Linked DNA regions of Mus musculus: all the other regions are linked to region 1. A link is a contact called in public capture Hi-C data. All regions are on one chromosome and are shown on one strand. The core of a region is the stretch at or near the end of the contact, and the rest is flanking DNA. Distances in the headings are between cores, read along the strand shown.

Region 1 (3,561 bases), core at 724-3,223:
TGCATGTTTGTGTGCATGTGTTCATGTGTGTCACATGTGTGAGACTGCCTGTGGAGGCCTGAAGAGGGCATTGGATCCCCTGGAGCTGGAGTCACACCTGATGTTGGTACTGGACACTGAGCTCCAGTCCTCTGTAAGAACAGTCACTCTTACAGAGTCACTGTTATCTTAGTCACTGTTGTGTTGCTGTGAAGACACCATGACTAGGGCAACTCTTATAAAAGAAAGCATGTAATTGGGGTGGCTCACAGTTTCAGAGGCTTAGTCCATTATCATCATGGTTGGGAACAAGGTGGCATGTAGGCAGACATGGTGCTGGAGCAGAAGCTGAGAGTTCTACATCCTGATCCGCAGGCAGCAGCAGAAAGAGAACTGGGCCTGGCATAGTGTTGTGTCTGGCCAGTAGATCACAACATGGGTTCTAGCCTGGAAAGGCATTTTGGAAACCTGGAAGAGAAGAGGGGCTGGGCTGCTCGAGATAAGGAAGGAACCAAGACAAAGCTCTCTGCTCAAGGTTTAATTTTTACTATTTCAGCACTCAGTTATAAAGGAAGGGGGAGGGGCCCAATTAGGCTTTTTGAAATCTCAAAGCCCACCCCTAGTGACACTTCCTCTAAAACCACACCTACTCCAACAAGACCACACCCCCTAATCCTGTGCCATGGAGAAGAAAATCCCTGCTAGAAGATGAAAGCCATGCCAACAAAACAAGTGTATACTTAGGCTGGCTAATGAGACTCTAGGTCATAGCTTACCCATGTCTACTGTTTAACTAGTATTGAATGTCTTCCTGAAGTTCCCACTGTCTATCAGCGCAGTGCAATGGTTTAGAGAGCACTAAGCTTACATGTTAGAGGTGACAGAATCAGTGAACATTCACCCCACAGCATCAGCTTCTGTTTTATGTCACATGTAACAATAGTGTTTTGCTGTTGCTGCTGCTGCTGCTGTTGGTAGCATTGAAGCATATCTTCAGACAGACTTGTCTGGGGAACTGTACAGATGGCCTAGCAGTTAACATCACTGGCTGCTCTTGCAGAGGACGCAGGTTCGATTCCCAGCACCCACATGGCTCACTATCAGCTGCAACTCTAGTCACAGGAGCTCCAACTCCCTCTTGTGGCCTCCCCAGGCACTGCATGCATATGGTGCACAGACAGGCATGCAGGTCTGCATACAAAGAAAATGGAAATAAAATCTATTCCTGAAGCTCTGTTGAGTAAAGCAAGGACCCCGTCCTGATCAGATGGCGCCTTTCCTGTGTAGTGACCATGTGAAGTGTAGTCTTACGACCTTTTGTTGTTGTTTCCATGTGAAGTACTCGCTCTGTGTACTGTCTTCACATCTTGCGAGCGTGACCATTAGCAAAGTTTTTTACCTCAGCATAGAAAAGGAAGAAAGTGACCTCCCACTTTTCCACATGTAGCCTCCACAAACATGGTGGCCCCTCCTGGAAGTTACAGCCAATGTTTGAAGAAAGGCTCTGTGACTCAGCAATCCAATTCACTCCCAAATTCCTGCTGCTAATTGTTTCTGCAGCTCTGTCAAGCGAGGGCTCCCTCATCTTCAGTCCACAGAATTCCGAGTTTCCTCATCAGCATCTGCATTCATTGACCACCTTCTCCAATCACAGCACACCTCTTTGTAACACCAGCTGCTCATTTGGGGCCTTTTTTGCATCTTTATTTACATAAAACATCTCATAAAGCAATAAGGCTGCAACCAGGCATGGTCGGCAGAAAGGCTATCTTTAACTTTCCTCATGGGCTGACAATGGTCATCAAACAGCTTTGGTTCAAAGTAAGTAAAAGCCACCAGCCTTAAGTGCTGTTGAAAGAGGCGCCGCTTCCTGTCCAGCTGTGCTGTGTAAACATTCCTTTCCTTGGGCTTTTGCCGCCATTGTTCTGTGTTTTTATTGTCACAGATCCCTGTTCTGGGGGCACCTAAGGCCCCAAGCAAATTACCAGTTAAGGTGACTCGAACACAGGCTGTGGAGCCAGCACACCATGTTGGACCAGCACCCGCACCCTACGTCTGTGCATTGCCCAGGCCAGTGTTTCCGTGCTCTGCCTCACTTTCTCCTGAACTGTGAGGATGCCCGTAGTTCACTCCATCTGGACAAGATGACAGACATGTTCTCAGAACACGGCCTCGAACAAACTCCAACTCACTGTCCTGCCTGAGCAGCAGACGGGGGCTACCTGTTGTGTCTGAAGCCTGGTCTATGCAAGGTGTCACCACCAAAGGGCCTCATGTGTGTGTTCCTCTTTCCTCTTCAAATCGTCATTACTAGAAGAACTGTTTCTTCTCCTCATTGTGCCCTTAGCATTTATTCATAACTCTCTGTTCATTTTCCTTTCTAAGCCTATTCATTTATGACAAAGGAGCGTTTTAAATTTTTACTTTTGAAGTATGAAGGAAGGGCCAATCTGTAGGAAATTCCTTGTAAGAGTCTGTGTAGAGGAACACAGTAGCTCATGCCTGCACTGGAAGGGGCATTACTGTGGAGTGACTTACAGTCATTCTAAGTGCACAGGCAGCGATGTAGGCGGGAGTGCTTGGTGGCCCTCAAGGACAGCAGAATGCCTGAGCCCATCCTCGGGTGTTGTCTGCTCAGCTGACATCTCCTTTGTCCCATTTCCTGTGAGGTGCCACCGACAGATAATTATGAATGTAACTCAAGCCTCGGGTTAGAAGGTACTGTTCCCTTCCTGAGATCTATTAGACTGATGCAAGATATCCTCCTCTTGCTAGAAACAGGGGTTTGCCAGCCTGCCCAGGGCCACTGGTGGCCACTCAGTGTCAGCAGTTTGGAGATGGTAAATCTTCCATAAGCCTGGAGTTCTGGGGTACTGAGCAAGGCTCTAAGAGCTCTGCCTGACTGGATCGAGTGTGGGATGCCTTATTATATAGGAAGGATAAAAATGTTTTCCTCTGGTCTCTGTAAAGCTCTGACAAGCTCAGATGCTGTGGTGGCTCACACCAGTGATAAGATGACAGAAGTTTTCAGTTAGAGGTGAAATGCCGGACAGAGAAAGCCAGCTGGTAAAACACAAACCCAGAGTGCATGTTAGAATGCTCAGTGCTTTGGAGCAGAAAGCACACTATTTAGATAAGGAAGCCATTAAAGTGTTCATACAGTCTGTGCCGTCCTATCCCCTTTCTGAGGACCTCTGCAAAAAGTTTGACTGGTTATCCTTGGAACTTTCCAGAATAGTTTGGGTGGGGGGACCTAGAATGATAACCAGGATGGAATTCTGAGATCCATGCAGATTATACACCACCTAGACAAAAACAAACAAACAAACAAAAAACCCTTACCCTCCATGCCTCTGCTGAACAGCTAAGTCAAGCCAGGCACACCCACCCTTGTGCATAGCTACCCGCTTACTGGGAGGACTTGTGGCTGTTGAGAGCAGAGCCATTGCCATCTGTCACTGCGTCAGAACAGTGTCTGGAACATAACAGATAAATGTGAACTGTTGCATATTATTTTGCTGCCTCCTTATAGTTAGGAATGAGGTCTGTATTCCGCCTTGCCGCTGGGGTGCTGGGAGCCAC
Region 2 (3,480 bases), core at 654-3,153, 590 kb before region 1:
ATAAATTATATTTTATTTGGATCACCCATTCTTTCTCACAGGAGTAATTTATGGTGCCTCCTTCGCGTCTTCCCAAGTCTGTTTTCTCAGTAGCTCAGGTTCCCTTTCCTGCTTGGTTATCACAGGTTGGCTGGTAGAGTCTTTGGCCCTTCACTGCTGTCTGATCAGCCTCTCTGGTTTTCCATTTTCTTCTCTGCTTTGGTAGCTCTCCGGCTTTTCCTTTCCATCTCACTGATATTTCTCTCCCCTCACCCCGATTTCTAGCGCTTTCTATCTCTACTTTGCTTGCTTTTCCTTACTTTAGTCACTGGTGTTTTCTTTAAGGAAGATTGACACTTTTCATAGGTGATAGGAGGGGTAAACCCTCCACTTACCCCACTGTCGATGAAGCCCCTGCTTCTACAGCACCTAGCCGGTTGGATGGGGCAGAGAGTGCCAAATTATTGGGAGAGCACAAGGATTCCCCAAGGCTTTCCCAATACCAACTCTTTTTCTAAGGAGATGGGATTTGGTTCCTAAGTTCTACCACAGAAGATACCAAGATTTAGGGTTTTATCAACAGAAGCGTGGATATTTGTACTTTTTAATACTTGAACACCATCATACGCATAGAAAGTTGGAAAATAAATGTAGTCACTTAGATGAGGGGGTCATAGAATTTTAGAGATGGGTTTTTGAACATTTTAAATAGCATGTTAGTGTGAATGTGTAATCAGGTATTGCCTACCCAGAGGTAGCCAGTGGCTATGAGATGAAGGACAGGCTCAAGGCGTGAAGAAGACAGGGATTAGAGAGCAGCCAAAGGCAATGAACGCAGAATGACTGGGTCACTTGTGATGCCTGTGGGACCATGTCAGAGAAGAAAGCCACCACCAGCATGAAGGTGGGCATGTGGGAGTGTTGGACCAGGTATGCCAGAGATTATGTTCCCACACTCACAACTTCAAGTCCCTAATTCCTGGAAAAGGGGACTGTAAAGGAAGACATGGATCAGCAAGCATTGTAAGTTCCCTGTGTGGGGAAGGATATATAACTCAACAATCAAACAATGTAACTCAACAGTCATTCTTGTCATTTATATTTATCATTCATTCATCAGTGAATTGTTAAGCTCTTACTATGTATGGGACATTATTCTTACAAGAGAATAAAAGAGTTATAAAGTGGTATCTGTCTTTGAGAATCTTTCATTTTAATGTATGAGGTAGATAATAAACCCTCAAACACATATACTCCTACTATTACTATTTTAACCAGTAATAATAATGACTAATACCCATATGACAGTCTTAATTGCACAATAGGTAATATATCCTATTCAAGGTACCATGTCCTAGGTAGCAGGCTATCTGATAAGAAGTAAAGGCCAGCAGATGCTGTATAGATAATAAAGGCCATTGGATGTTATGGAAACATTTTGCCAATGACGATGCTGTATAATTCAAAGTAGCAATACAGTTTTTGGAAGCTGAACTCTTAGATGTAAGTAAGTTACACTATTTATATTGGAACTCAGATATTCTCTCTTTCAAACAGGGATAATAAAGTTAGTTACATAGGTTTGTATAATCATAAAGTCAGATCACATTCCATAATGTGTGATATCTCACATAGTCCCGGCATATAGTAAATGTCAAAATCAAACACTAAGATGTGAAGCTCAGTGATAGCAAAAAAGAAAATTTGCTTGTGGCTGGATGTTTCTAGGAGAAGAAAGAACTTTCTTCAAGGATCTAGTGATCCAGACCGAGGAGGAGTATAAAGGAGACAGAGCCTTCCAAGGGAAGCTACTGCTAAGAAATCGCCATTTCCAATAGAAGAGGCAGAGGCAGTCCAGTCCATTCAGTCCCGCCCCAGGGGAGCGCAGGAGGTCAGACCATTCAGTCCCGCAAGTCCTGGAGCTCAGGGCTGGAAGGTAGAGAGGGGGCCAGACCACATCCAGCTGGTTGATTCTGGGTTCACCTGGCAGTGGACAGCAGGCTCTTTATACAGAGGTAAAGAGGAGGACTTGGCCTTCCTTTGTGTTTGTAAAGCCTCATAATCCTCTCTTGTGCTCTCTGCAGACTCACTCCATCCAGCAGGAACCGAGATGAGATGTCCTACTACTGTAAAATGAAAAAAAAAAAGTGTTCACAATGTGGGTTTTATTTTCTTTTTCCTACAATCATGTTCTAGGTTTATCAACAGTTCAGCTTCATGATGAACAATCCAAACTGGGCCAAGTTGATGTGAAGGCTAGCTCTAAGGGCATGGTTTTGTTGATTATTTGGTGTAGGAGAAAAACATGGGTTTCATAATGGCAGGATAATAAGAATTACCATCATCATCATCATCATTATTGTCAAAAAAGGGACCTTCAGAACCTTGACCTTTTCTCAAAGAGAAAGTAAAAGTTTGTTAATGCAGAACCAGGGCGTATGTGGGAAGGACCGGTAGTGGTCATGGCTGGAAAATAAAGGCAAATGGAGTTTGTGCTAGATTTAGCAAATACTGTCTTCTATCATTTTTAGAAATTCATTTAGCCTGTTAGGTAGCCTCCTGAAAACGGTAACTGGGGATAATTGGGGTCATAATACCAGTAGATTAGACTGTGATATCTTTGTCAGTGCTGACCTCTAACTCATACAGGTCATTTAATCAAGAGAAGATGAGTTAATGGTGTAACTTTATGGAGGTGGGCGGCAGACCTCAATGTAAAATTTATATTATAATGTATATGCAAATTTAACACATCTGATACTCCTAATAAAAAATGTTTAGAGAGAACTACTCTTTCAGTATATTCTTGTTATAGTTTAGTACATGTGAGAAACATACAGGGAAGTCCTGGGGAAATGCAGGGCCCATGTATCGTTATAATTAAGGCCCATTTATCATGATAAGTATCCACATGTTTCATGTGAAATCTTCCATTAAATACCAGAAAGATGATTAATAGTCGGAACCATTAATGTGGCAACTTGGATTCTGTCCTTATTCTGCAAGATACCCAGTGACTACTATGGATCTTTCTAAATGACATGAAACTAGAACTCCCAGTTGTCATCTTGGGTTTTGTATTTTCACTAGGCTTAGTTAAAATGCTTGATCCATTTTAGTTAATCAGACTTTCAGAGATAACATTGTATGGTACCCGTCATGGCTGATGCTTACAAGTTGCATTGCATAGCCTTAAATATAACAAGTACTTAATATAACTGAGTAGGTAGATGCTCAGTAAATATGCGTGTCTGTCAACAGACCACCTCAGTGTAGTCAGCACTCTCCTGTTTTATTAGAAGTCCCTGTGCTTTGACCTATAATCGATGGAGAACCAGGAACCTATAATTGATGGAGAATCAACATTTGATAGCGCTCTAAAGCATGGGCCTGTCAGCAGGGTTACAAGAGGCTCTGAATAGAAAACACACAGAGAGAAGATGGCTACATTTAAAGAAAAAGGGGGGGCTTCAGAGCCACTTATCAGTGCACTTTGAAATT
Region 3 (3,556 bases), core at 70-2,569, 700 kb before region 1:
CCTTTAAAGGACTGTCTTTAGACATTTAAGAACTCATCCTAGATTTCCAGGACAAGACCCCTTAAGGCAATGCCACCCCAGATTTGTATCTTAGGCAGATTATAGTCTTTACACAGAACAATTGGCCATTAATCTCATTCTTTACATCATCCAAATAGTAATGGCTTGAGATGATAATTTGGTATTTTTAGAGAATGTGCATGTGAAATTGTAAAGACTTGTTCTCAATGTCCTCAGTTTCTACCTGTTCCACATAATGGTATTAATTCTCAAGGACTTATACTTAACCAGTTATTGCAAATGGATACTCATATTTCTGATTTTAGAAAAATAAAATATGCACATGTGACTATTAATACCTTTTCAGGCTTTCTAGTTGCAACTGCTCTAACAAGAAAAACAACTAAGAATGTAATTAGTCAATGCCTATGTTAATTTTTTTATGCTTGGTGTTCCAAATCAAATTAAAACAAATAATGGAACTGGCTATTACAGTCAAACATTTGAGATGTTTTGTGAAAAATTTAATGTTACCCGTATTACTGGGATTTTTTGTAATTCTCAAGGACAAGGTATTGTGGAACTTTACAACAATATTTTCTTATAAAACAAAAAAGGGGATAATTATATCCCCATGTACATTATTTAAATCATGCTTTTTATTTTTAAAATTTAAAGATCTGGATGCCAAAGAACTCCTTGCTGAGTGCCTATAGCATTTTACAACTAGACATACTCATGCCTAAATGAAATGGAAGGATCTACTTATTGGCATATGACATGAGCCTAATTAGGTATTTAATATAGGAAAGAGGGCATGTTTGTGTATTTTTCCCCACAGAATGCTGCAGGAACTTGCTAGATGCCAGAATGATTCGTGTGGCATGCTGACCTGTGAGCTTGCTGAGTTCCCTGACAATGGTGACAAGAAAGCTATATTGGGTATATGTTCTTGACCCACCTTTGCTTGCCTATGTCCCAGATTAGACAAGCTTTTAGACCTTGTGGGACAGAGAACATAGAGTCTGTGGAAACTCATTTAGAAAAATTAATCAAGAGGAGGCTTTATAATGACTCTTCTCTTTCCTTTAATGTGACCAGTTATGCTGACTCAGTCATGGGCTGGTCTAGAAATAAATCCAATATTGGAGATTCCTATTATAAAGATAGCTAAACATCTTTATTAGCCAGCTGAATTAACTATTTCCATGAGAAGTAACAGTTTTTCTGTTGATTTTCAAAGCCACCTCCCCCACACTGGGAGGCCAGACTTGGATCTGATCATTGCTAATTTGCAACTGAATTGAGTGCCTGGGGCATCCCCACAGACAACCTTAATCTTGTTCCTTTTAACTCTTTACTTTGTATTTCAAGCATTACTTCCATACAGGCTCACCTTCAGCAAAGCTCAGATGGCAGTTATTCATGGCTATAAAAAGATGCACTGAGTGCATATTCCGGCTTTGGTCTGAATGGGGAAAAGGTATGCAATGAGGGCTGGCAGCCAAATACGGGCCACTGATCTATGGCTCTTTTCAACCTAAGACAGAGGCATGTGCCAAGAGGCTGTGTTTGTTCATAATAACATCATAGAGCCGTGTTTGTGCAAATAAATACAAACAAGCTACACATGTTCTCCAGGGCAGATAAGAATAAGTCCAATTAGATTCAGTCCTAAGACAGGCACGGCCACCAGCCACCATGGTGGTCCCAGGCAGGACCATGGAGCATAAGTAAATTTTATGCCCCAGTCCAGCTAATTTTAATAAATAAAAGGGAAGAACTGTGACCTCCCCCCAGCCTTGAGCATGCTGGCTCAGACCTGGTTTGCCACAGTTGCTGGCTCACCTATGGTGGAGTCTTCCAACCTAGGTAAAGTCCTTCGTCTGCCACATCTGCAGCTTCCTGAAAGAAGCTACCTGCTGAGCAGCTGAGCTTGTTTTCCTGAGAGATCCTGACAAAGTGACCAGGAGATCCTGGCACAGTGGACGATGGGTCCCCCACCCCCACCCCCACTCCCATAAGCTCAGACTCATAAGTAAACATTGGGCCTTGATCAGAGAACTTTGTCTTGGCTCGTTATTTCTCCTGCCACCTTTCCCATCCAACCCCATCTTTCCTCTCAGGAATCCAGTAACCCATGGCCACTGGTGGCTACAGCCTCCAGAGGTGGCAGCTGCTACTGAGCACTGTGTGCCTCTGTAGTGGAAACAGATGATGACGATGCTCCTAAGCACTGTCCACCTCTGGGCAGGAAATGCAACCATCCCCATGAAGAGAACCTTTTCTATGGGACTGACAGAACTTTCTTAGGTTTCCTTAGGATAGAAAAAATAAGCCCAACATCCTCCTCCCTGGCCTCTTCCAAACCCCCAGTCATCCATCCCGACACAGAAATCACTATGCCCTTGGTTCTCAGCCATCTGGCCGTGTCTCTCACCCTGTGTTAACATTACCTGCACATGAAATTGTGATCTTATTTACTAAAGACTTTAGCAGCTACAAGCTTCCTTCTCCATATCCAAGCTCTCCCACTCTCTGTGTGTTTACATAAATGACCCATTGCTAGTTTAAATCCAGAGCATTCCCTAGAGGATCCCATGTACAGGCCAGCTCCCCAAGATGGCATTATTGGGCTAAAGATAGAACATTTGGAATGAGGTTTAGTAGAAAACCTTTAGGTTTGATGTTACCTTCGAAATATGTTTCTGACATCCTACACCTTTCTGATACTATGCCCTCATAGCTCTGCATGCTGTCAAAACTGGCATATTTTTGGGATGTTCCCATTACTTTTGTTCACTAAGTTGTCATCTCCCCTAGGACAGAGGTCAACTTTACCTTGCTTATCTTTATCTTCTCCTATTAGTTAACTGTCACTCATTCATGCAATGTGCATGTATTTATTGAACACATAAGTCACAGAATCAAGGTAAGGCTATACCATGTTGTCAGGAGAATGTTAAAATTTTGCATTTTAGTAAACTTCAACCTGTGTGTGACTTGCTACTGTTGACAGTTTCCTAAGATCAGTTATCAAGCTTTCTGCCTATAAGCATCAGATACAATTCCCAGAGCAAAATATTATCCATCAGTTCTTATTGAATAAGTGAATAAAGACATAAATGGCCTCTGTCTCCATTTATTTTCCTCTTTCTGTAGTAACATACCCTGATTAAAGCAATTTAAGGGACAAAGGGCTTATTATGGCTCAGTCAAAAATGCCATTTATGACGTGGGAAAGCCTGAAGCATCTGGTGAATGCATAGTCAGAAAGGAATAGAGAAAGAAGGAGAGAGAGAGAGAGAAAGAGAAAGAGAGAGAGAGGGAGAGAGAGAGAGAGAGAGAGAGAGAGAGAGAGAGAGAGAGAGAGAGAGAGAGGCAAAGAGAGGTTTGTCATCAGTTAGCTTTCTCTTTTTAATACAGTTCAGGACCAAACCCTAGGGAATGGTTCTACCCACTTTTAGAGTTGGTCTTCCTACTTCATTGGGCCTCATTGGACTATAGTCCCTCATGGGTGTGCCTGGAAGCTTGTCTCCTAGGTAAGTCCAGATCG

Evidence for each region. Capture Hi-C pulls out chosen DNA fragments and counts their contacts.
Region 2: a capture Hi-C map of embryonic stem cells shows a contact between it and region 1, with 2.3 times the contacts expected there. The contact joins two enhancer-like sites. A contact is called at or near these places in 1 of 15 datasets of contacts at CTCF or cohesin (large pre-B cells), 3 of 484 Hi-C or Micro-C datasets (the HL-1 cell line and embryonic stem cells), 4 of 115 datasets of contacts at active chromatin or transcription factors (embryonic basal ganglia, embryonic stem cells and epiblast stem cells) and 1 of 9 other capture datasets (embryonic stem cells).
Region 3: a capture Hi-C map of embryonic stem cells shows a contact between it and region 1, with 4 times the contacts expected there. The contact joins two enhancer-like sites. A contact is called at or near these places in 1 of 115 datasets of contacts at active chromatin or transcription factors (embryonic stem cells) and 1 of 9 other capture datasets (embryonic stem cells).

Annotation. Positions count from the first base shown.
Region 1 is chr8:78,718,353-78,721,913 of GRCm38.p6, forward strand. The region is part of intron 10 of Slc10a7 (solute carrier family 10 (sodium/bile acid cotransporter family), member 7); the gene reads left to right. Among named protein-coding and RNA genes, the nearest start is that of Gm39203, 45 kb to the left of the region's middle. Within about 2 kb of position 1,974, at least 43 of the 459 cell types and tissues checked have an H3K27ac peak or open chromatin away from gene starts, as enhancers often do. A contact at or near this core is called in embryonic stem cells, where this site is marked.
Region 2 is chr8:78,132,643-78,136,122 of GRCm38.p6, forward strand. No RefSeq gene overlaps it. Among named protein-coding and RNA genes, the nearest start is that of Gm6360, 62 kb to the left of the region's middle. Within about 2 kb of position 1,904, at least 4 of the 459 cell types and tissues checked have an H3K27ac peak or open chromatin away from gene starts, as enhancers often do. A contact at or near this core is called in embryonic stem cells, where this site is marked.
Region 3 is chr8:78,017,317-78,020,872 of GRCm38.p6, forward strand. No RefSeq gene overlaps it. Among named protein-coding and RNA genes, the nearest start is that of Gm29895, 26 kb to the right of the region's middle. Within about 2 kb of position 1,320, at least 9 of the 459 cell types and tissues checked have an H3K27ac peak or open chromatin away from gene starts, as enhancers often do. A contact at or near this core is called in embryonic stem cells, where this site is marked.